Linked DNA regions of Mus musculus: regions 1, 3, 4, 5, 6 and 7 are each linked to region 2. A link is a contact called in public promoter capture Hi-C data. All regions are on one chromosome and are shown on one strand. The core of a region is the stretch at or near the end of the contact, and the rest is flanking DNA. Distances in the headings are between cores, read along the strand shown. Region 1 holds the start of Zbtb3 (zinc finger and BTB domain containing 3). Region 2 holds the start of Fth1 (ferritin heavy polypeptide 1). Region 3 holds the start of Nxf1 (nuclear RNA export factor 1). Region 4 holds the start of Patl1 (protein associated with topoisomerase II homolog 1 (yeast)). Region 5 holds the start of Osbp (oxysterol binding protein). Region 6 holds the start of Stx3 (syntaxin 3). Region 7 holds the start of Slc22a8 (solute carrier family 22 (organic anion transporter), member 8).

Region 1 (3,452 bases), core at 494-2,993, 1.2 Mb before region 2:
TAAAGGAAAAAAAAAAAGGAGAAGGTACAGGGTGGGGGAAATGTTTCTTCAATACTGGTCACCATTGACCTGCCTATAGCTCCTGCTGGTGAGACATTGGCAGGAGCACTCTAAGTTCCAAGACAACCTGTGCTACATGTGGAAATCCTCTCAAGCAAACAAGAAGTAGCTCAATTGAAAAAATAAACAAAACTCCATTCGTGGAACTATTTCCAGGGACTCATGGTGCAGCTCTGGTGGCCTAGAACTCACTATATTGACCAGGTTGACTTTAAACTCTCAGAGATCTGCCTGCCTCTATTTCCCAAGTGTTGGGATTAAAAGAGCACATCACCTACACTTGGGTTTTATGCTGTCCAGGCTGTGCTGAAAGTTTGTTGTTCCGGCTGGCCTTGAAGTTCCGATGCTCTGTCTTCTACCTCCTGAACATATTGTGGACATGCACAACCACATGTGTATTATGGGACCAAACAGGACTATCTTTGGAGGCAAACTACCATCCTCCTCAGAACTTTAGCTGGGTCTGCAGGCAGAAGACCACCTCAGCTGTGCTTGCTGACTGTTGACTTTCCCTTATAGGATGAGGGGCTGTGGAGGGTCATGAGACCCTCACTTGAGTATCCAGTCACTTCCCTCAACCAGTTCCCTAATTGCACATGACCCCAGGATCTCCAGGGCTGGGTGTGTGTGTAATATATATATTACATATATTACCTGATTGATATACATATATATATATATATATATATATATATATATATATATATATATATATATATATATATATATATATATATATACCCAGAATTCTATAGGTGGAGAATGACTTAGGGAGGGAGCTCCATCTATATGGCTACAGGAACATTATGCTGGGTAAACCCTTTAGCCAGGGACTTCTGAAGTGGCTCACCCACACTCCTGTAAGTAACCCCTCACCTAGGCTCTGTAAGAAAGGCCAATAAGTTCTCAGGGGCCCAAGGTACTAGTGGCATAGTACCTTGGTTTATCATTGGGACCTTACAGAAGAGTTTTTTGTTTTGTTTTGTTTTCTCTACTTATTGACTTTACATTCCGATCGCAGCCCCCCTCAGGGAAAAGATTTTAACAACACAGATATCCTTAGACTCTGTCCCATTTCTGTCCTTACTAGGGCTTGCCTAGAGAACAGTCCATCATCTTCATAGAGTTAGAGGTAGTTACTAACACCACTACTGAGCCTGAACTAGTGGCGCATCCTGTAATTTTCGAGGACCAGATCTGCAAGAGTGAACTGCACTTTTGGGAGGTGTGGCTTACTGCCCACTGTTTCGGCAGAGCTTGGTCTAGACGTGGGCCTACAGGTTATCACACCATTTTGTTATAGTTCTCCTTCTAGGTAGTCCGCAGCAGAAACAGGCTGTATACTCCCGAATACACTGCGTTACTGCCAACCTCGCCCCACCCAGGCGGGTAATTTCCCTATGGGAAACAGATGAATAAGTTCAGCCAATCCTGAGGTCTCTGAGGGAAGGCGGGATGAGGAAGAAAAGTTTAGGACAGGAGCAACAACCAATTGTGAGCCTCGACGCCTGAGCAATGGCAGGGATTGCCCATTTGGAGAAGCCGGTTATCGAGGGGCGGGGTAGCTCACAGTGAGCCAATCCACAACAAGAGAGGGCAAGCTTGAGCCAATTAAGATAGCGGAGGTGGGAAGAGGCGGAGCTCTCCTAGTAGCTGCTAGGTCGTGGGTGAGGGCTCAGCTTTCTCTGCTAGTTCCTACGTTGGGAGTCCTTAGCCTTGGAGTTCGAGAGGGAAAAGCGCAGGAAGTTCCGGGTCTGGGGCGTGAAGGCATCACCCGGGAAAGCTTGGGCGCAAAAGACAGTCCTAGTTGGAGGACTCATTGTAAGGCACCGGCTGAGAATCGAGGAAGCACAGGCTGCTTAGGGGGCGGGACTTCCGGGGGCAGGGCTTTTTTTCGAATAGGGGCGGGGACGATTCCTAAGGTTAGGCTCAGGGGGCGGAGCCAACAGGTCTTTGGGTGGGATAGTGGAAAAAGAAGGGCAGTTAACTGAAACATGGTTGGGGGTGGGGGACAGCATGTTGCCAGAGGCCTTGGGTGGTCAGCTCTATTTAAGGGCTGATGTGGAGGTTGCTATGGAAGTTACCTAATTTACTGTCCTTTCTTCCCAGGGAGTCAGTGGTAGGGAACTCTCTTGGGCACCCTTCCCTCCTTGGGGTGCTATGGAGTTCCCAGAACACAGTCAGCAGCTGCTTCAGAGCCTGCGGGAGCAACGGTCCCAGGGTTTCCTTTGTGACTGCACTGTGATGGTTGGTAGTACCCAGTTCTTGGCCCATCGGGCTGTGCTGGCCTCCTGCAGCCCATTCTTTCAGCTTTTCTACAAGGAGCGGGAATTGGACAAGAGGGACCTGGTGTGTATTCACAATGAGATTGTCACGGCCCCAGCCTTTGGGTTGCTTTTGGACTTTATGTATGCTGGCCAGCTGGCCCTTAGGGGAGATACTCCTCTAGAAGATGTGCTGGCAGCTGCCAGCTACTTGCACATGAATGACATTGTTAAGGTTTGTAAGCAACGATTGCAGGCCCGAGCTCTGGCAGAGGCAGACAGTACCAAGAAGGAAGAGGAAACCAATCCTGCTAGTCTGGAGTTTTTGTCAGGCAGTTCTCGAGGCCCACAGCCTTTACTGGCATCTGTTGAACCGTCAGCCCGCTGGAACAAAGAGGAATGGAAGGGTCCAGCCACTCCCTTACCCATTGCTCATCCTGCAGATGAGCCACCAGTATCTGGGGGGGCAGACACTACACAACCAAGCATGGAAGTTGACTCATCACATCTTCGGGCACCTCCTCCACCAGTGGCTGATGTCTCCGTCTCTCTTGCCAGCCCAAGTAGCTCTACAGAGACCATTCCTGTAAACTACTTCTCTTCTGGCCTTCCAGGAGTTTCGGTGGAGCCCTTGACTCCTCTTGATGTGGTTCCTGAGAGTCTGAGGGTGGTGGAACCAAGGGATACTGGAGGACCATTGCAAGGCTTCTATCCCCCAGCTCCAGCCCCACCCCCAGCGCCAGCCCCAGTTCTATCCCAGGCTCCAGCCCCAGTTGAAGCTGAACTGGTCCAGGTAAAAGTAGAAGCTATTGTGATCTCTGATGAGGAGGCTGACTTGTCAGAGGAACAGCCCCACAGATCTGAAGGGCTGTTCCCACCTGGAGGAGCAGTGTATGGGGGACAGCCCTCACAGGCAGAGGCTTTTGAGGAGCCAGGGGCAACAGGACTAGAGGAGGTGGGGCCAAGTGACCACTTCCTGCCTCCGGAATCTCATCTACCATACCATCTGCTGCCAGGTCCAGGGCAGTATCATCGAGGGCTGGTAACCTCACCCCTGCCTGCACCAGCAGCCCTGCATGAACCACTCTACCCTCCTCCTGAGTATGAAGCAGCCCAAGGGAGCTTTGG
Region 2 (3,205 bases), core at 179-2,678:
TCCCATGCCTGCCCATTTGCTATTCCCTCTACTTAGAACTCCTTTCCCCACCTCCCTCCTCCACTTTCCAAAGGGAATTTGTTCATCAACTTTAGCTCAGCATCAGTCTCCTAGGGCCATCGTCCTGAAGTCTGACTCCAGGATATTTATCCAGAAGCATCCTGCAGCTAGATTACCACTGAAATCTTTCCTGAAAAGAACATATATAACGTGTAGTTTTAAAAGACTAAGTACTAGTAATGTATTTCAGTAGACGTACCTTAAAAGGGGGGAAGAGGGTTATAATCCCAGCTCTCTGACGAACCAGCCTGGCTTACACAGAGAGTCCCTGGCCAGTCTGGGTTACTGATCCAGTAACTTTGTCAATCTTGCTTCAAAACAATAACAACAAAATCGAAGTCCAACTTCCAGTTTTGAGAATATGAACAGCATCTGCTGGTTCTCCACCTGTGTTAAAGACTAGACAAGGCTGAGCACAAGTGGATGTGGATGGCAGGGCCTAGCAAGACGCAGTGGCTAATCTCTAGTTCTGCTTGCTATCCAAGAATTCGCACCCATTTTGAAGCTGGGCCACAGCTACAAGATAGACACAGTTGGCTTGTCCCTCTGCAGTTTCCTGCACCTGTCACCTGCCATTCTGCAAGCATCAACTTCACTCCAAGGACAAACCCAAAGGTTACTGAGAAAGATAAAGGAGACCATTTTGAAACAGACACACGTAGGTCACTTCTTTACTTTTCTAATCCAGAGACGTCTCTTAATTTCAAGCATCACCAGGGGCTTTCTCAGAAACCTAAATGGTTTGGCCCCAGGATTGCCCTATAGACAGACGGCTGTTGTCCTGCTCTAAGGAGAAATGCGCCTTCTTAGCCTTTGTTTTTTCAACTGTTCTCAGAGCCATGTTTGCCTTAGCAAAAAGCCGGGGTTGCTTGAGTCAGAAGAACAGGGTAGACCCTAACCTCCTCGCCAATAGTTCCCCTACTCCTCCTCTGAGCTTCTCTCCACAGATTCTGAAGGAGGGAAAGCCGCTCTTTCCCAGTCCAACTTATATGTCGTTCGCCATTTACAGCGCCACGCTTCCATTTTCCTATTTGTAAGACGAAGTCGCTGTCTGGTGTATGTCACGACTAACAACACGCACTTTGCCTAGAGTTTAGGGATATCCTGTGAGAATTGAAAATCATCCTCATCGGTACCCTCTGTGCCCATCTGGGACCCAGATGCCTCTGCAGTACGGCTAGATCCAACTACGCCCGCCCCGGGCCACAGAAACAGCGCGCTTGTTGCCAGGCACCGCTCTTGCAGAAGCTCAGAGCCCCTTGCGTCGCCTCACACTCACACAGGCTCCTCCCCGCCCGCGCCCTGCGGGTTTGGGCAACACGCCCACAGGAAGAGGCGGGGCGGCGCGGCCCGCTGCGCTGATTGGCCAGCGCTCGCCTGACGCAGGATCCCGCTATAAGTGCGGCCCGCTGTCCCCTCCTGCGCCAGACGTTCTCGCCCAGAGTCGCCGCGGTTTCCTGCTTCAACAGTGCTTGAACGGAACCCGGTGCTCGACCCCTCCGACCCCCGCCGGCCGCTTCGAGCCTGAGCCCTTTGCAACTTCGTCGTTCCGCCGCTCCAGCGTCGCCACCGCGCCTCGCCCCGCCGCCACCATGACCACCGCGTCTCCCTCGCAAGTGCGCCAGAACTACCACCAGGACGCGGAGGCTGCCATCAACCGCCAGATCAACCTGGAGTTGTATGCCTCCTACGTCTATCTGTCTATGGTGAGTGCGGCCTCCTCAGGGCCACTTGGGGAGCCGGCGGAGGGTGGGTCGGGGCGTGGCCTGCTGCGGGCTTCCCCGCCTTCCAGCGCCCTTCTGGAAAATGGAGTTTGTTCGGGGTTCTTTCCTAAGGCAGGCAGCCCTGCCGTGGCAAGTCTGAGCACATAGCACCTTGTGGCTCCTGCATAGATCAGGCATGTCATTACACCACTTTTTTTTGAAGCCTTAGGGCAGTACGACTGTCAGCCTGGCCAATCAACCCTGCAGTTAGGTGCATTTTCTGCACGCTCGTCCCCTCCGATCACGTGGCCTACAAGCTTCTCTGTTTGGTTATGCATCCTGCTCCAGTTCCTCCTGGAGTATGGCGGGTCTGCTTGGTCATGGTGTCGAGTGGCAGCCTTGGGGCCTGGTGTAAAGAGGCTTATCTCTTGTGAGCTTACTCTTGTCCCCTTCAAAGCAGCCGCCTCCACCTCTCTGCTTATCACAGAGCCTCACTTGCATTGAAACTTATCGCTAGGAATCTCCCCTTCTGTAGTTATCAGTGTCACCCCGACCTTGCATTTACAAGGCATCATGTTACTGTATTTTTCTTATTTTGCATGAGTGTGGCTTACTAACAAGTGGTAGGTACATACTTGTTGGGAAAAGCCTGCTATCAATTGCTGGACAAGGAAGTTTTCCATGTAATAGTTTCTGAAAAACAGGTTTGGGGAAGGCCTGGACTTTGAAACAGGTCCAACTTCTGTGGCTGTCATTCCTGGAATATGAATACACTGAGTGCTTAAAACTGAAAATCAAAGCTTCTCCTAATATATTTGTGCTAAAATGCAATGCCCTCAATTGTTAACAGGGCATGATGCATTAATTTTATAAATCAGTGGTTGTTTGTAGAGCTGGAAGCCTTGTGACCTTGTGTTAGCTACTTTTTACATGATTGGTGAAGGAGGAGAAAAATGGCCTCCCAATGCAGGATACTCTAGCACCCTACCTCTTAGACAAGTAGATTTGGGCTTGGCTTAAATTTTTTTCTCTGCACTAATACCGAGCCGTAGAACACTTGATAAAGCCAAGTCCCAAGGTTTGCCTTCCCATCCTTACTGAACTTTTAAAAGGCCGAGTAGGATGGCTCACAGCCTTTGCATACAGCCATTGCGGTGCCTTGCAGTGGAGATCAGTAACATGTACCCTTTCCACTTTCAGTCTTGTTATTTTGACCGAGATGATGTGGCTCTGAAGAACTTTGCCAAATACTTTCTCCACCAATCTCATGAGGAGAGGGAGCATGCCGAGAAACTGATGAAGCTGCAGAACCAGCGAGGTGGCCGAATCTTCCTGCAGGATATAAAGGTAAGTAGATCCTAGGGGTGCCCTAAATGAGCGGTTAGACTTTATTCAGGAAATGATGGTGCACTGAGGCTTCTGTCCTTGTGTTGTTGGCAAAT
Region 3 (3,212 bases), core at 466-2,965, 1.2 Mb before region 2:
ACGTAACTGGCAGCAAGAGGAGAAAACGCCCTTCCTTCTTGAGAGGCAAGAATCCTCAAGAAGTATCCAAGGGACCAACTTCATCATCTGGGTCAGCTAGAACTTGACTGCCGCCTTCTCCTCACCATGTGAGGTGAGGGGGCTCTGAGCCCTACAGTTGCCTGCACAAACCTGACTTTGGCTACTGGTGACTCTCAATATGCCAAACATGCTGCAGCCTATTTCCTCCCAATTACAGCAAGACTGTCAGCCTCACTAGTGTTGATGTCATTTCTGGGGGGGGGGGGGGGACTTCAGCAAAAAGCTAACCACTGCCCAATACCAGAACCAAAAGGGTTAAGTCAGTGACTCTGATGGGCCCCTACTGATAGGCAGGGTAGCTCCGGAGCTCTGTACACACAACTCCCCCCTAGAAGCGAGTAGCCAAGTACAGCAGCACTTCATAAGAGTTTTCCTTTGGACTAAGTGGGTTCATAATTGGGCGGCAACTTCCAAGACAGTACCCATAAGTTTGAGCCTGTTTTGTATCTTCAAATCAAGTCATGCTCCATGCCTACCAGCACCCCATCTGCTTCCCCCTCCCACAGCAGCATCTGGATCCAAGGCTGCAATAGTCCTAGCCACACCAGAAAAGTTTCCTAGAGCTCTTGGGTTTGACATTAAAGTTTCAGTCAACACTTGGGAGTTGGAAGCAGGTGAATTTCTTGAGTTTGTGGCCAACTTGGTCTACAAAGCAAGTTTCACAGAAACCCTGTTTCAAGAAACAAAACCCAAAACTAGCAACTTTCCCTAGCTACCTACCTAGCTGACCTGGGTCTACCAATTAGGCTTCAGTATGACAGACTGAGTGAAGTGAAGATCAAGGCTTAAGGCTCACTAGATCCCTGATTTTGTTTTGAGATGGTCTATGTAGTGTTCCCTATCTCTGAACTGGACAAAGTATTGATAGTAAGACTAAAGCTTTTTTATTTTATTTTATTATTTTATTTTTTTTGGAGGAAGGGTCTCTACATAGCTCTGGCTGTTCTAGAAATTTCTATAGAGCCAAGACTGGCCTCAAACTCAAAGATCTGCCTGCCTCTGCCTTCCAAATGCTGGGTTTAAAGACCTGCTCCACTACACCCGACTTGACTTTTTTTTTCATTAGTCAATTTAAAAGACCTTTTTTCATTAGTCAATTTAAAAACCTACGAAGGACAGGATTTCGTTTAATTCACACTTGGGTTTCACACTGGGCATGATACTGTGCTGGAGGAAGAAAAGTTCGCATTAGTTAAGGTTCCTGCTCCAGTGGGGCTTACATTCCAATTTTCTATTTCGTCATAATTCGTCGTGGAGATGAGAAAAGCTAAGAGGGCATAGGCCAGCGGCTGGCAAGGAACTGAGCTGCGACTTACTCGCTGCCGGGATCCCACCGGCGGGGACTGTGGGCCGTTACTCCCGTTCAGAGGCCAGGTCTCCATTCTTGTGTGTAGCCCTCGACCCTGCTCCTCTTGAGTTCAGTGCTAACGCAGAGGGTTTAGCTCCGGGACCGGGCCAGCGAAGAAATAGGAAGGCGGGGCCGGCCGATAGGCCATCCGGCCGGAGCTCCGGCCGTGGGCGGGCCTCGGAGGGCCTGGCCACGCCCCCGAGCGGCCGCCCTGCTTCTGCGCAGGCTCAGAGAGCGCGTTCACGTCCCGCGGCACCGCCCACATCCTGGGGACGTCGGCGGCGCGCGACGTGCTTCGCCGGATAAATGCGGTGGCGCCGGTCGTAGGAGAGATTCTGTCCTGAGCGCTAAGGCTCCTTGGCGTTTGGTGGCGTCAGGTTCTGCGCCTGAGCCCGCCCCTGTACCTGCCTGTGCCATGGCGGACGAAGGGAAGTCATACAACGGTCAGTGCGGGGCCTCGGGCCGGGAGGCGACGCGGTGGGTTGGGGTGGGCGGCCCTGGCCTAGGCCTCAGCCCGGGGGCGGGAGGCCGCGAGGAGCCCTACGTCCGTAGGTAGCGGTGGCCGCGCGGGCAGGGGGCGCGGGGCGCCGCGGGACCCAGGGGCTCCAGAGTCGCCCGGATTCAGGCGTTGGAGAACCTGTGGCTCAGGGGTGGGGTGACAAGATTCCTTTCAACTTTGAGGGTGGTTGATGCCTGTCAGTTCAGTTTGGCGGCCCGACTCTTCCTTTAAATGTGAGTCAGTAGTCGCTTGGTCGTGGGCTACCCTGGTGCCCTATTTTTCTTTTTCTTTTTGTGATACGATCAGTCTGTTCTTGTAGCTTGCTGCTTATTGTTTATCAAATTTCTAGTCGGAACACCTATCCTGACATGTTAATTCATTGTGGTGGTTAGGACACTATGACAGCTGAGGTTTGAATCTGGAGTTGGCTGTACTAAACCCGAGTGAGTTAAACTTTCAGGCCTTGTTTTCCGCCTCTTTCATGTGGGTACCTGTCTCCCAAGTTTGTGTGCATGTGCGTGTGCGTTTGTGTGCGTATGAAATAATTTCTACCAAGTGCCTAGAACACAGTAACTGGAGTGGGAATTTTCTTCCGTGAACCGTAGTTTCACTGTCTCTTAATGTATTCCTTTTTACTAGGGTTGCTTGGAGAGGATCGTTGTTTAGAGGATGCTAGATATTAGGTGGATTTCTTTGAAAGTTATACCTTTTTTGTATTTGTGTAATACTGATGATTTATCCAGGCCTGAAAAATAGCTACCCAATGAACCTTTATTTTAATTCAAATATAATTACTTGGTCTCCTTTCTCTAGCCATTCCCATTGTCAACTCTCTCCCCAAATTCATCCAACATGCAGAGCCCATTTAGTGTTAATGTGTATATATTTGTTTCTAAAGCTTACCATTTGGGATTGGATAACCATTTAGGGAATTCATCCCTAGGGAAGGCTAATTCTCCCTTACAGGGTCAGCCCTAGTATCCCAGGCTGGCCTCAGTCAGTCTCCCTGTGTCAGCTTCCCAAGTTCGGTATTGCATAGACTTTTACTTTTTTTTGGGGGGGTTGGGCTCCTAGAGTTAAACTCAAGGTCTGGCAAAAAGGAAAATAAATAGAACCAAGTGTAGTAGTGCACTGTTTAAGGTAAGAGGATCAGAGGTTCCAGGTCATTCCCTGTGTGCCAGGCCTTCTGTTCTCCCACAGAGCTATAGACAAGGAAGGATGAAAATCCCTTGTTTTTTCGAGACAGGGTTTCTCTGTGTAGCCCTGGCTGTCCTGGAACTCACT
Region 4 (3,118 bases), core at 241-2,740, 1.9 Mb after region 2:
TCACAGCACAAAACTAATAGTAGCAAGCCAACAAAAGACGTTTTGTAAATGAGGGGTGGCAGGCTTAAAAAAAGAAGTTATGTCCAGAGTTTGCTAGCTCTTGGTCTACATAGCCTCTCAGTACTTGGGTAATTGTGAAAACCTGTTACCTCACAAATGAAAGTTTGTTTCATAACTCTTGAAAATTACTTATTAGCTTACCTTGCCTTCTCTTCAAGAGTCAATTCTATTTGCTCTTAAGTGATCAGATTTGGGGATTCAGATATCTTAGCTGCCAACTTTGCAACAGTTTCCGGTGGGCAGCTTAAGGCTATCTACTTCTCTCTAACCTCCAGGTTCCTTATCTAGAGAGCAGAGAATGTAACTATTCGATTACTACTTAGTGAGGTAGATATAATTTTACCCATTTTACGAAAGAAAACCTGAAGGGTCAGATGTTTAGAAAGACATGCCCAGTTTCACGCAGCAGTGAAAAAACACGTTTCCCAATCCAGAACTTCTATTTTCAAATCCAATGCTTATAGTAAACTAGTTGATTAATCCAGTCACGCTAACAGTAACGTGTTAAGGAATTAAAGTTCACCATTCATTCCCAGGTGAGACAACCGCCTGAGTGACACTCGTGAGGCAGAGGCAGGCGGATCTCTGCGAGGACAGCCTAGTCTACAGAGTGAATAACAAGACAGCCAAGGCTACACAGAGAAACCCTGGCTCAAAAATAAAATAAAAAATAAGACACCCTCTCAAACGGTCTCGCTACAGGCAATAAAGCACCAAAGCAGCAGACTTCTAGAACCAGGGTGCTGAGGCGGAAGCTGAACAAACTCCGCTGGGCTTCATCCTCAGCGGAAATGGCTGTCCACAGCGCCCAAGCTCACCGACCTTGCTGCGGTGACCCCAGCCCCAAGGCTGCGCGGCCCGTTAGGGCTCTCCCGCTTTCCAACGGGGTGAAGGGCCTGGCATCTAAAAATATCACCTTAGATAATCCTTGTTAAATGTGCCTTCGTCTTTTTCCTAAAACCAAACGCTGTCAACACTTTGGCCTCTATCAATCACAGCCTTGGCCTCCCGACTGATTCAGCCAGCGACCTGTCCCTTTCCAAGAATACTGACTTGCCATACTAGTCCCCCCTCACAGACCAAGTCAAGGCACCCCGAGGAGGACACTGGACGTTAAATGAAATCACCCAAGAATAAATCCCCGATGTTCTCTGCTGAGACGCTTCGGGGGTCGCATCCTGTGACATTCACAAGGCTTTTCTCCGCCCAATCAGTGACGGGAACCTCGTGACTCAAAAGCACTGCGCAACTGTGCAGTTAGGAAAACGGAGGAGGAGCCGCAAGCCGGGGCTCTCTGGGTCATCCCTCTCCGACGGCCCGCGCGTGCGCAGTGTCTCGCCTAGGGATCTCTTTCCCGCCGCTCACACTAGGAAGCCAAACGCCAAATCTGTCCCCGCGCAGCTGCCGCCGCCGGGGCGCCCGCCCAGCCCGAGGCGCGCCTGCGCACGTCCCCACGCACGCTCCGGCGTACGGCGGCGGCCAGGGGTCGCGAGCCGGTGGGAGACCCGCGCGCGCGGAGCAGCCCGGGGAGTCGGCGCTTCTTTTCCCTCCCTCCCCCCACTCCCCTCCCCGCTCCCTTCCCCCCTCCCCAAGAATGTTCCGCTACGAGGTGAGTGGCTGCGACCGGAAGTGACCCCTCCCTCGCCCGCGCGCCCCTTTTTTTTTCCTCTGCTCGCCCGTCGCGCGGGTCTTGTGCGGCTGAGGAGGGGGCAGGGCGCGGGCGGCTGGGAACCCCGCTTCGGCCGCGAGGCTCGGGTGCGGCCCGCAGCGCACCGCGGAGGGGCGGGACTGGCGAGAGCCGGCCGCTGGTTTGCGGCGGGGAGAGCCCGTTAAGTGCGGTAACCTGACCCTTGGCTTGCGCCTCTGCTCGCGGAGCTGCCTTGGAGACCTGCATGGCTCCTACCCGGTGGTTTTTCCTGAGGCAGAATCCCCGGGGAATGCCCACGGAAGCGTTTCCCGCCCTGCCCCCGGAACCCCTTCACCCGGATTACACACAGCCCTGTGCACGCGGGCTGCCGTCAGGTGGAGGGGCAGGGACTGGTCCTCGGGCTGAGACTTCAGTCGGCTTGGAAAGAAGGCTGGGAGTGGGGAGGGGGGCGTGTCCCGCAGAAGTTCCTTCTAGGAGAAGGGAGAAAAAGTGTGGGTTTGGCGACGTTGTTTGGAGAACGGAGCTGTTTGCTGACCGTCTCTTACTGCTGTGTGACCTTGAGCAACTCCTACTCTTGGGGCCAAACAGACTCCGGATTTGTAGTTTAAGGACTGAGCTAGGGAAATCCTTACCGAGTCATCCTGATTTGGTCCAGTAGATGATTGCCATTTCATAGAGAGTTGCTAGAAGTTGCTTCTGGTGTGGAGGCAGTTGCAGGGCTGGCTCTTTAGGGGGAGGAAGATTGGGTAGAAACGGCCCCTAAAAGTTCCCAGGTAAGTTATATCACAAGCTGTTCCCCTAGAGTGTGGAATTCCAATTTGGAATCTTTAAACATTGGAAACAGTAGAAAGCTTGAGCTTACACTTGTGACTCAACTCACTTTTTGTAAACATGAGGAGAGATGATGAGATACTGTGAATAGAAGTTGCCAGAAGCAAAGAAAACTTAGTAAACTGAATAAATCTGTATTGGGATAAGTGATTGAAATTAGGATATACCAAGCTTGTCTAGTGATTTTTACTCCCTGGAGACTGCGGCAAGAGAATCAGGAGTTCTAAGCCAGACTGTACCTAGAGAAATAGTAACTAAAACAAAATAAATTAGAGCATACCCAAGATGTGATGGGGATTCTAGTTTTTGTTCAGCTTTCTAAAATCTTTGCTGTGTTTAATCCTCACACAGATTTCTTTCAAAGTTGTGTTTGGCTCAGAATTACAGTTTAAGGCACAGAGGTATAATACCTAGTACAGAGTCTGAGACATAGAGGTGTCTGGGAGCTGGAGAGATGGCTGCTCTTCCACAAACCCCTGGTTCAGTTCCCAGCACCCACATGGCAGCTCACAGCTTGTAACTACAGTTCCAGGGGACCTAGCATTATCACATAGACAACTTTGTAAGTGTAGAAAGAAG
Region 5 (3,255 bases), core at 557-3,056, 2.0 Mb after region 2:
CCCTCCCTCTTTCCACTCCTTTCCTGTAAAGGTATTTAACCAAAGTGAGAAGCCAGGCTTTCCAAATCAGACTAGATTCACTCCTTCCTTCCTTCCTTCCTTCCTTCCTTCCTTCCTTCCTTCCTTCCTTCCTTCCTTCCTTCTTTCCATTTGAGACAGGATTTCTCTGTGTAGACTAGGCTGGCCTCGAACTCAGAGATCCACCCACCTCTATCTCTTCAGAGCTGGGATTAAAGGTATGTGCCGACACCTCCCAGCTTAGATTACTTCTTGATATTCATGAGGTAAATAGTTTTTTACAGTATCTAAAAGCAACTCCTAGGACTGGAGAGATGTTAACAGTTCCTGTTCTTCTAGAGAACTTGAGTTCTGTTCCCAGTATTCTTATGGGTTGGCTACCCACCAACTTTAGTTCCAGCTCCAGGGGATTTTATGCCCTCTGCTGGCATCCACAAGTACCTGCACTTAGGTGTACACACACACACACACACACACACACACACAAATCAGAAGAAATGAATAAATAAAAGTTAAACCCTATTCCTACTGCCAGGTCAAAAACTGCTACACTGTAATAGGTGTTAGATTCCCCAAAATGCAGGTTTTGGCTATTTTTGTAATAATAGTTCACAACAGCTCAATGCTGGACTAGTTACTGAAATTTGTGACCTCTAACACAGCTGTAATTAAGCTGATCAAATCTAATCATTCAACACCCAGTTCAAAACAAAACCCTAGCAATAAACAAGAGAATTAATTGTGTTTTTACCACACTAAACCTAACAAGGGCCTTTAGATTTGGAAAAGAGATATAAAGGTAGGTAGTAGGTCTTTGCCAATCTATTCTCCCCGTAAATAAGGTCGGCAACTAGATGGTCAGAATTAATAGAAGTGTATTAGAATCTAGAGTGAAGAGACAGAGGGTAGACCAGGAAAGGGAATGGGGTGAGGATTGGAGGAGTCGTGAGTCCAGGAGGGGGCCGAGGAAGCTCTCTCTGGGTTCTTCCGGAAGCAGGATATGAAAACGGAATCCCTAGGAGACCCAGGAACCATCCATCTCTCTTTATTAAGGCCATCTGCAAGTCTCAATTGAGAAGGAGGGAATTCCACAGCACACCCACATCAAGAGCATTTATAGAGACCCATCACTTCCTTAAAGCTGCAAACGTGCCTGCCCACTTGTGCATCCATGAATTTATTTGCTATCTCGGCCAACTGCAGCTTTCACTGACAATGTCCAGAACCAATCATCTCCAATCATAGCCCTGCCTCTCCACCGACAGGTGAAAGACATAGGTGTCAGCCAATAAAAAATAAGAATGAGTATGTGAAGGCTGGACTCTGCCCCATTTACTTCAATGCATTCAGTAATTGGTAGAAAGGTTTGAGCAGCTGATATCAACCACCAATCCGTAAGGGCGGAAGAGGATGAAGGGCAGCGCGATGGGCGGGGGTGACGTGGCAATGACAGAAGCATAAACTGTAATGACTGACGGAAGTACTAGCCATTCGGAGGCCAAACCGGCCGTGAGCTCTGCATTCTCCCGTCCTCGGACTTCGGAAAGCCACCAATGATTTTGTAGCCCTGCCTGATTGGCTTTCCTGTTAGCCAATCGAAAGCAGGCCTGGAGGACGCGTCGCGCCTTGAGCTTCTCACTGGGCGGAGTAGCATGACAGGCCCGAGAGAAATGCCAATGTCCGCGGGGTCTTCCGCAAGTGACACTTGGCGGCACCAATCGCCGCCCTCCTTCCCGGCAGTCGAGCCCTCCTTCCCGCGGCGGGGCTGGCGGGGCGGGGACGCTGCGCGGCGGCGGCTGAAGCGCTAGCCGTGTTGGGCGCTCCGGGCGGCGGCGGCGGAGCTCGTAGGCGGTTCCGGTCGTGTCTCTCCGGGCGGCGGCGGCTCATGGCGGCGACCGAGCTGAGAGGAGTGGTGGGGCCGGGCCCGGCAGCCATCGCGGCTCCGGGCGGCGGCGGCGCGGGTCCACCCGCGGTGGGAGGCGGCGGCGGACGCGGGGACGCGGGGCCCGGCCCCGGGGTGGCGGCCGCGACGGCGGCGACGGCGGGCGGCCCGGGCCCCGGGGCCGGAGGAGTGGCGGCAGGCGGCCCGGGCTCTGCACCGCCAGCCGCGGGCTCGGGCGGTTCGGGCGCCGGGGGCTCGGGCTCGGCTAGAGAGGGCTGGCTCTTCAAATGGACCAATTACATCAAAGGCTACCAGCGGCGATGGTTCGTGCTGAGCAACGGGCTCCTAAGCTACTACAGGTAACTGCTTCCGGGGCGCCACGCTCACCTGGCCTCCCCCCCTGTGCAGCCCACAGACCCGCGCTGTCACTCTCCGCCGGCTGGCTTCACTGCCAAGGTCGCCCTGGGTCGCTGTCTGTCACCTGCACAGGTTGACAGCTTGCAGAAGTCAGAACCTGCAGATTTGACACACTGCTCTTGTCTCCGCTGTCACCCGCCCCTAGTGCCTCATCTGCCTCCATCCCTGGGTCTTTCCTGTCAGCAATTGTTTGGAGAGCATCTGCTCTGCCATTGTATTTCCGCTACCACGTGGGTGCAATCGCTAATTCTGCAAGTAAGGCACTGTTGTGAAGCTGGAGGGGCACAGACAGCGCGAGCCCGGGCACTGTCCCTCAGGAACTTACAGTGGAAGTTACAACTCCTAACTTTTTGTGCTCTAGTCTCTAAAATTTAATGTTTCTGATACACCCTTGATATACCTGCCCATGTCTACTCAGAATACACATTCCGACATCAGAATACCACACACAGGGAGACTTTGGGATTCTGTCCACCATATGTCTTACCTCTTCAAGCATGCGCGTACTTTCTCGGTCTAGACAGTCCACAATAGAGATGTGTACTCTACCATAGCTTTTACTTTTGCCTGCCCCACCTCTTCCCATGGGAATGACTGTCTTATCCAGCAGTCACCGTGCACCTTTTAGTTTTATTTAAGATTAAGTTTTATTAAAGGAAGAACACATGTTTTTGAAATGATTGTTAAGGTTTCACAGTGCTTATTTTGGTATGGTTAATGTATACTTACTGTGACTCATAGCATGGTCATAACATGTCACACTTCGGGGCTTATATTACTAGACAGAGGTGTTGAGAGGTGATTGGAGGACAGGTTATAAGCTTTCCCAACAGCCTTGCATTGTGGCTGGATGTCTTACATGCAACTGTTCATTTAGTGCGCATAGATCTCCTATCTCCCTGGGAGTTAGGACATGTTCCCATGTTCTTGACAAGAAA
Region 6 (3,079 bases), core at 152-2,651, 1.8 Mb after region 2:
ATGTCATTCAACCTTCATAACAGACCTATAAGGAAGGAAGATTCTCCCTTGACCGACAAGGAAATAGGCTCAAAAGAGTAAGTGACCTAAGCTTTTCAGCTTTTGTGCGGCAGACGACCACAGCTGTCTCCGGGGGTACAAGACAAAATAATTACAGACCACTGAATGGGAAGAGGGGTGCCATCTCAGCACCTAACAGGCTCACCGCTCCGGAAGTCACCCGGAACTCTCAACTACTCCGGGGATGGAGTAGCCCTGCCCGGTGCTCCGGGAGGGAAATAGAAAGGAGAGGAGGCCGGTTTGGGGCACAGTGCCAGGCGGCAGAAGACAGCTGGTGAGGTGAGCCCCCTGACTTCTCCATTAGCCCCGCTGATTTCAAGTCCCCGAGTGGGTCCAGCTCTGGAGGAACCCTGTCCAGCTTTGGGGGAGAAGGGGTAAGAGGGTTACGGGCGTCCAGGGAAATCGCAGCTAGGTGATGAATCACCGAGCACATGACCCTGCAGGGGAGGGGAGGGTGCAAAGCTCCGCGGGATGAGGCGGGGGCTTGGGCGGAGGGAGGCCTAGCGCGCAGAGCACCCCTGCGGCCTGGGTTAGGGGAACTAGGAGAAGCCCCTCTCCCACGCCACTTATCCTGATGACCGATCCCCGCAGCCCGGGGCCCGCCTGATCCCCCAAGCGCCGCGGACTCACGGCCTTCAGCTGCTCCAGCCGGTCCTTCATCCTGGCCCAGGTGAGGGCGGCGGGCGCCTTGTCTCAGGTGAGCGCGTCCCAAGTGAGCGGCCTGGAGCGGCGGCGGCTGCCGGCCGGGGCGAGAGAGCTGCTAGAGCGGGCGGAGGCGGGCGGCGGCCGCTCTCGAGGAGGAGCGTCCGAGGCCACCGAGGTCCGCCGCGCCGCCCCCTCCGGCCCCCGCCGGCGCCGCGCTCCAAATCCGGCTACGAGACCGCGCCGGCTCAGGGCTCGCCCGCCCCTGGGCCCGCCCCATACCTGGGCCGCTCCCCGAGCTCCTGCTTAAAGGGCCAGCGCGCTCCAGCGCCGGAAGCATTCCGGGCACACCTTCCCATGCCCCTCGAAAGGCAGAAACAAAAAAAAAAAAAAAAAAAGGCGGGGGTGGTCTGTCTGGCTTCGATTCCGTATTTTCCGCACTGTTCTTATTGTTCGGCCCTCTGCGGACTCCTCAGGTTGAAGACAAGCTGGTTCCTGCTCCCTTTGATGAGGGAAAACGTTCCGATGATGCTCAAGAGATATTCCGCCTTAAAGAAGGGACCTGTTGGGTATAAAATCTGTGCGGTTCGGGCTCAGAGACTTGTTCCCGTAGGGCGTAACTGCAGATGAGATGCCCTGGATCGGGCTGCGGCGAGGAATTTGGGGATTATGATGCTAGTGGTTGTGGGGCCTCTCGAAGTCGTGTAGGCGGTCCAGTCACCTTTTACTAACAATTTGAATAACTTGAGGGAATCTAGGAGAGTCCGTTTCCATAGCTATATAAATCAGAGGCTGCTTAGCAATTTTCTGCTTAGCCTGTACGAGAAAAGAAGCAACTGACTTTTAACTACCGGGCAGAGTTGTAGGATAAAGACGTTTGTTTGATTTGGAAAACTTAAGCCCACCTCTCTCCTCCTTGCTGTCAAGAGCCCTGGGATTTGAAGAATTTTTAGAAAAGTGTGGTTCTTCTCACTGCCCTTCCTCTTCAACGGTGCCCCTATTCCCTTCCCCTCCGTATTTGATTTGGGGATAACAAATGGCGTATCGACCAGAGTAGTGGTCAACAATTGGCGCTAGTGAAGACTTGGTCTCAAGTTCGAGAAGTATCCTCGACTTTGTGTTCAATCTTAAAGGCCATAGATACTTTCTAATTATAACCGGACTTTACCCTCTGCGATGTGCACGCTCCTACTGACTTCCTCCGCTGCCATAAAGGTAGTCAAGTAAGGCAGGGCTTGAGCTGTTAGAGCCAACTATGCGGTAATCAACTCTAATCCTCTATCTGACCTCCGGCTCCTGTCCTGACGCTGGCCCAGCGAGGACTGCGAAAGTTTCCACGCCCCCTGGTGGTCGTAACCCTACAGCTAGGGCTTGAACACCCCCACCCCAGCCCAGCAAACACTTGGAAAACCTTCCGCCACCGAGCTCATTCTCTAGCATCAGCCCTTAGGTTTTCTCCTTTCAGACAGAATCTCCCTGAATTGCCCAGGCAAGCTTTGAACTTGCCATTCTCCTGTTTCAACCTCTCCAGTAAGAGGGGTTACAGTGAAAAACTCTCGAAGTGTGGACGTCTGAAATCTGGACAGAAGTGAGGAAGGAGGATGGATTCATTTTGAAGCAAGAACAAAGGATTCCAGTTAAGACGCGATTGATTTTAGGCTGCAAAAAACGGCCCTGCAGTAAAGAACACTGACTGGAGGACCTGGGTTCAATTCCCAGCATCCACATGGTGACACACAGTTCCAGGGGATGCAACGCCCTCTTCTGGGCTCTGCAGAGGTTACACACATGTGGTATACAGACATAATGCAGGCAAAAACATTCATACAAGTAAAAAAAAAATTTTTTTAAGTCCCAGCAAATTATTTTAAAGGATATAATTGATTTCAACAGGGAAAAAATTGTGACTCTCATGCAAATATAAAATGAATATATTTTAATGTTTTAGCTTATTAGTGAAGCAACCAGTAAGAGGTTAAACTCATTCAGATCCACAGACAAACAGCAGGAAGGCTGGCATGAATAGGTTACTTGATGCAAAACTAGCTCTGGGGATGGGAGAAGAAACCGTGCTTCTCCTGTACACTAAGTCCTTATAATCTCCATGAATAGAAGCACTCTGCTTACTACCGATATCTAATTTACATAGCTGGACAATAGCTGTGATACAATGAAAGTCACAGACTATTATAGAATCAGAAAGGTGCATTAGATAAGGCCACCATAGGATACATAGCATGGAACAGCTTTTTGTTAGTGGTCACTGGTCATTTTAATTTGCTCAGTTTTTCTGTATACTCCCAAGGTAGTACCTTCCATGACTGAATGGTACCAGCTCTGTTAAAAAGTTATTATACAGAACAAGTTTTCTTCCCTA
Region 7 (3,575 bases), core at 110-2,609, 1.4 Mb before region 2:
ACTCTGGTTCACACCAGAAGCACAAGTGAATGCTGGTGATCCTAGCAACTGAGAGGAGTCTAAAGCTTGAGGACTGCTGTGAGGCTTAAAGGCCAGGCTGAACTATATAGCGAGATCCTGACTCAAACACTCAAAGAGGAGAGGAGAGGGAAGAAGCAGAAGAGAGGGAGGGGAGAGGAAGGGAGGAAGGAAGAGGCGGAGGAAGGGGAGAGGGAGAGTGTGTGTGTCTGTGTGTGTGTGTGTCTGTGTGTGTGTGTCTGTGTGTGTGTGTGTGTGTGTGTGTCTGTGTGTGTGTCTGTGTGTGTGTGTGTCTGTGTGTGTGTGTGTCTGTGTGTGTGTGTGTCTGTGTGTGTGTGTCTGTGTGTGTGTGTCTGTGTGTGTGTCTGTGTGTGTCTGTGTATGTGTGTTTAGATGCTTAAGGGCAGAAATGGACTTGAAGCCACACCCCTGACCTACTTCCTGCTGGGGACCCTAAGCTAGTTACTTAACTTCTCCGTTTCCTAACTGACAGTCCTATCAGTAGGGCCTGCCATAAGTGTGTCAACCAAGTTTCCAGCTGACTGGTAGACCCTGTCTTAGACATGTCTGTAGGAGAAAAGTAACCACAAACCACAAGACTCCCTGCCCAAGCTGGCTCTTGGGTGAAACTGAATGTACTTAATTCAGTTTGTGTTGGCTTGTTAGAATTTCTGTTTTATACAAGAAATGCACATTATTAGGTAATTAAACCGTACTCATAGAAATAAGCAAAGCCATTGGGACTGCAGAGAGAAGCCAAAGAGCAGCCGGTGGCATAAGTCCACAGGTAGATGGGAGATGGTCACTTGTGTTTGAGACTCAGACAGGGATGGCCCTGGTGTTTCCAGGAGCCCAAGGCACGGTACCTCTGAGACCATAAGGACCAGTGCTTGGGCCTTTCTGTCTGAGTGTGTTCTAACATTCTCCATGAATCTACTCAGGAGCCGGGTATGAAAGATGATCCATTGCAGGAATGCTGCCTCCCATGTGCAGGAGCACCTCTCTTGCTGGTTGTTCTCCACTCCAGGTCCTCTGAACATCAGCTCAGAGGCACTCTGGACACGCAGACCTGAGTCCTTTTCCAGATTCTCGCTTAGGAAACATGCCCTGAGCCACTAAGCCCTTTGTCCAGCAAGCAGCCTCTAGGCTCAGCCACACTCCACTCCCCAGCCCCCTCTCCACCCTATCAACAGCCTTGGCTGAGGCAGCCCTTTCAGGAGAGCTGGGCTTGGTGGGTGCACAGCATTCCCCCTGCCGGATGTTAATCTTCCAAAGAAAGTCAAACATTAGCCCAGGAAACAGCTTATGCCTTATATAAGGCACCCCAGGGGAGACACAAACAGCTTGTTAGAGCTGAGCTGTCCTACTACAGCAGCTGCTGGACCCTAGGACAGAGCACGGGCAACTGCTGCATCCAGCTCCAGCCCAACTGAATCCAGCTCCAACCACCAGGTGAGACGGGATTGAAGACCCCCAAGTCTAGCACCCAAGAACACCCCAAAGCCAGGCTTCCTCACTGTAACGCTGTAATTGGTCAAACCCCTAAAGCCTTCAGGGACCTACTTGGATTCTTCTGATACTCCAGCACAGGGGACTCACCCCAGGGAACAGCAAGGAGGCTTGGAGCTTGAGCAGATCCTTCTTAGCCCACATGAAGCAATCGGAAATGTGTATTATCCTCTCTCTCACCCTCACCCACACCCCGCCTGGGCAACCAACATCCAAATCTGGACCTTTGGTCCCTACTATGTGGCCCTGTGCCTACACATCTACGACCTATAAGCACAGGGCCACATGCCTGCATTCACATGACCTTCAAGAGTGCAGTTTAGATGTGCACATAGCACTGCATCCACACTGGTATCCCATATCCCTCTCTGCAACTGTGTACATCTTTATGCATCCACACACCAGAACCCCAAATCTTTACACATGTAACTAGGTACATCTTCATGCATGTGATTCTATGATGCTCCACAGGCCTACATACAATTCACACACACATACACACACCTCTTCTTGGCCTGATGCCTTGCCTACAGTTTTGGTTCATCTTGCCTGGTGCCATGACCTTCTCCGAGATTCTGGACCGTGTTGGAAGCATGGGCCCCTTCCAGTACCTGCATGTGACCTTGCTGGCCCTCCCAATCCTCGGAATAGCCAACCACAACTTGCTACAGATCTTCACAGCCACCACCCCTGACCACCACTGTCGCCCGCCCCCCAACGCCTCTCTAGAGCCCTGGGTACTCCCCTTGGGCCCAAACGGGAAGCCTGAGAAGTGTCTCCGCTTCGTGCATCTGCCAAACGCCAGTCTTCCCAATGACACCCAGGGGGCCACCGAGCCATGCTTGGATGGCTGGATCTACAACAGCACCAGAGACACCATTGTGACAGAGGTATGTCTGGCACCCTCTCTCCTTCCACCTCACCTTAGGTACTTCCATATACCGTGCAGCACTTGTGGATAGAAAAAACACAGGGGCCTAGATTTCCTGGGATTGAAAGAATGGGAACTGGGCAAAGAGGAAGGATCCCAGTGCTAATGCACAAGAACTGAGTGGTTTGATTCGTTCATGCCCAAGCATTCCTTCAACAATCTATAGCGTGGTATTGAGCTCCAGTGATGCTGAGCTGTACAGTCTCTCCTCCTAGTAGGGTGTTATACAGCCTTGTGGAATAACTTGTTACCTCATGCTGTGCAGTGACCTTGGGCTGCAATCTTCCACCCTTGGACTGGTTATAGGGACAAGAAAAGAGTAGCTTGAGATGAAATCACTTCAAAGAAGCATCCCTGGAGCTGAGATTAGAACAGCAGGCAAGGGGTTAACTAGACTAGAAGAGGAGCATTCCATCCTGTGCAAAGCTTTGCGGGGCTGGGGGAGGGGTGGTGCAGGGAGGCTGGGTAGCAGAGGGATTTCACATTGCAAAGGTTGGAAGGCTCCTGGGTGGATCCAGAGGGTGTCAGTCACTCACATAAGTGTCTGTATGACCTTACTCCCCAGTCACCCTATGGAGTGGCTGATTCTCCTACCTATCATTTCCAGGAACTAGAGTTAAATCAAATCCTTCAATGAACTGACAGGCCAGTCAGGAGACTGTGACAGGAGGAAGATGAGGAACCTGGAAGTGGTGTTTGCTGAATGTCAGCTGCCTGCCTGACAAGTGCTGAGTGCTCTGCAGGGCTCTCCGGTGTATGGATGTGTACGGCTGTCTTCTTGCTGTTGAGGGTTAGGTGCTCAGACCCCAGGAAGAGAGGTGACTGTTCAGTGCCACTCAGTTTCAGAGCTGGATTTTAAAGCAAAATGCCCCTTAGTACAAAGTTCAAGGGAAGCTTTAGCCAAAAGATTTCAGGAAGGCTTCATAAAGAGGTAACCTGTTATCCCCACAAGTGCAGGATCCAAACACTGCTTCACTACCAGTTGCCACCCGATGAGTCTCAGCTTCCTGAAATCCCAGGAGTTCAGTCCCTTTATCTCCATTTCACAGATGAGGAAATAAAGGCTAACCCTGACTTTTTTCTGTGGGCAGAGGTAGGATTTGAATCCAAGACCATC

Evidence for each region. Promoter capture Hi-C pulls out the DNA fragments that hold promoters and counts their contacts.
Region 1: a promoter capture Hi-C map of pre-B cells shows a contact between it and region 2, with 3 times the contacts expected there. A contact is called at or near these places in 9 of 39 promoter capture datasets (3T3-L1-derived adipocytes, the C10 cell line, the HPC-7 cell line and 7 more), 4 of 130 datasets of targeted methods (astrocytes, fibro-adipogenic progenitors, microglia and 1 more) and 1 of 9 other capture datasets (embryonic stem cells).
Region 3: a contact with region 2 is called in a promoter capture Hi-C map of pre-B cells, with 2.2 times the contacts expected there. A contact is called at or near these places in 8 of 39 promoter capture datasets (the 3T3-L1 cell line, the HPC-7 cell line, HPC-7-derived erythroid cells and 4 more), 7 of 130 datasets of targeted methods (acute myeloid leukemia, astrocytes, embryonic forebrain and 3 more) and 1 of 9 other capture datasets (liver).
Region 4: a promoter capture Hi-C map of pre-B cells shows a contact between it and region 2, with 2.5 times the contacts expected there. A contact is called at or near these places in 4 of 39 promoter capture datasets (cranial neural crest, hippocampal neurons, liver and 1 more) and 2 of 130 datasets of targeted methods (astrocytes and pancreatic cancer cells).
Region 5: a promoter capture Hi-C map of pre-B cells shows a contact between it and region 2. A contact is called at or near these places in 4 of 39 promoter capture datasets (hippocampal neurons, liver and pre-B cells), 2 of 130 datasets of targeted methods (astrocytes and bone marrow-derived dendritic cells) and 1 of 9 other capture datasets (liver).
Region 6: a contact with region 2 is called in a promoter capture Hi-C map of hippocampal neurons, with 2.5 times the contacts expected there. A contact is called at or near these places in 1 of 39 promoter capture datasets (hippocampal neurons) and 1 of 130 datasets of targeted methods (astrocytes).
Region 7: a promoter capture Hi-C map of pre-B cells shows a contact between it and region 2, with 3 times the contacts expected there. A contact is called at or near these places in 3 of 39 promoter capture datasets (the C10 cell line, hippocampal neurons and pre-B cells).

The regions. Positions count from the first base shown.
Region 1 is chr19:8,800,805-8,804,256 of GRCm38.p6, forward strand. Zbtb3 (zinc finger and BTB domain containing 3) reads left to right here and starts at 1,744. Exons shown (of 2, transcript NM_001098237.2): 1 at 1,744-1,881; 2 at 2,170-3,452. The coding sequence starts at 2,221.
Region 2 is chr19:9,981,218-9,984,422 of GRCm38.p6, forward strand. It overlaps Fth1 (ferritin heavy polypeptide 1), which reads left to right and starts at 1,429. Exons shown (of 4, transcript NM_010239.2): 1 at 1,429-1,766; 2 at 2,964-3,110. The coding sequence starts at 1,653.
Region 3 is chr19:8,755,388-8,758,599 of GRCm38.p6, forward strand. Nxf1 (nuclear RNA export factor 1) reads left to right here and starts at 1,716. Exons shown (of 21, transcript NM_016813.2): 1 at 1,716-1,872. The coding sequence starts at 1,845. 1700023D09Rik (RIKEN cDNA 1700023D09 gene) reads right to left here and starts at 1,582. Exons shown (of 2, transcript NR_132423.1): 1 at 1,398-1,582. It overlaps Stx5a (syntaxin 5A), which reads left to right. Exons shown (of 10, transcript NM_019829.4): 10 at 1-255.
Region 4 is chr19:11,910,909-11,914,026 of GRCm38.p6, forward strand. It overlaps Patl1 (protein associated with topoisomerase II homolog 1 (yeast)), which reads left to right and starts at 1,491. Exons shown (of 19, transcript NM_172635.3): 1 at 1,491-1,669. The coding sequence starts at 1,655. It overlaps Gm31092 (a long non-coding RNA gene), which reads right to left and starts at 1,499. Exons shown (of 2, transcript XR_386559.3): 1 at 1,188-1,499.
Region 5 is chr19:11,964,038-11,967,292 of GRCm38.p6, forward strand. Osbp (oxysterol binding protein) reads left to right here and starts at 1,807. Exons shown (of 14, transcript NM_001033174.1): 1 at 1,807-2,259. The coding sequence starts at 1,904.
Region 6 is chr19:11,818,002-11,821,080 of GRCm38.p6, forward strand. Stx3 (syntaxin 3) reads right to left here and starts at 1,402. Exons shown (of 11, transcript NM_152220.2): 1 at 691-1,402. The coding sequence starts at 720. It overlaps Gm41810 (a long non-coding RNA gene), which reads left to right. Exons shown (of 2, transcript XR_003952942.1): 1 at 1-339; 2 at 652-3,079.
Region 7 is chr19:8,591,823-8,595,397 of GRCm38.p6, forward strand. Slc22a8 (solute carrier family 22 (organic anion transporter), member 8) reads left to right here and starts at 1,360. Exons shown (of 11, transcript NM_001164635.1): 1 at 1,360-1,470; 2 at 2,061-2,417. The coding sequence starts at 2,085.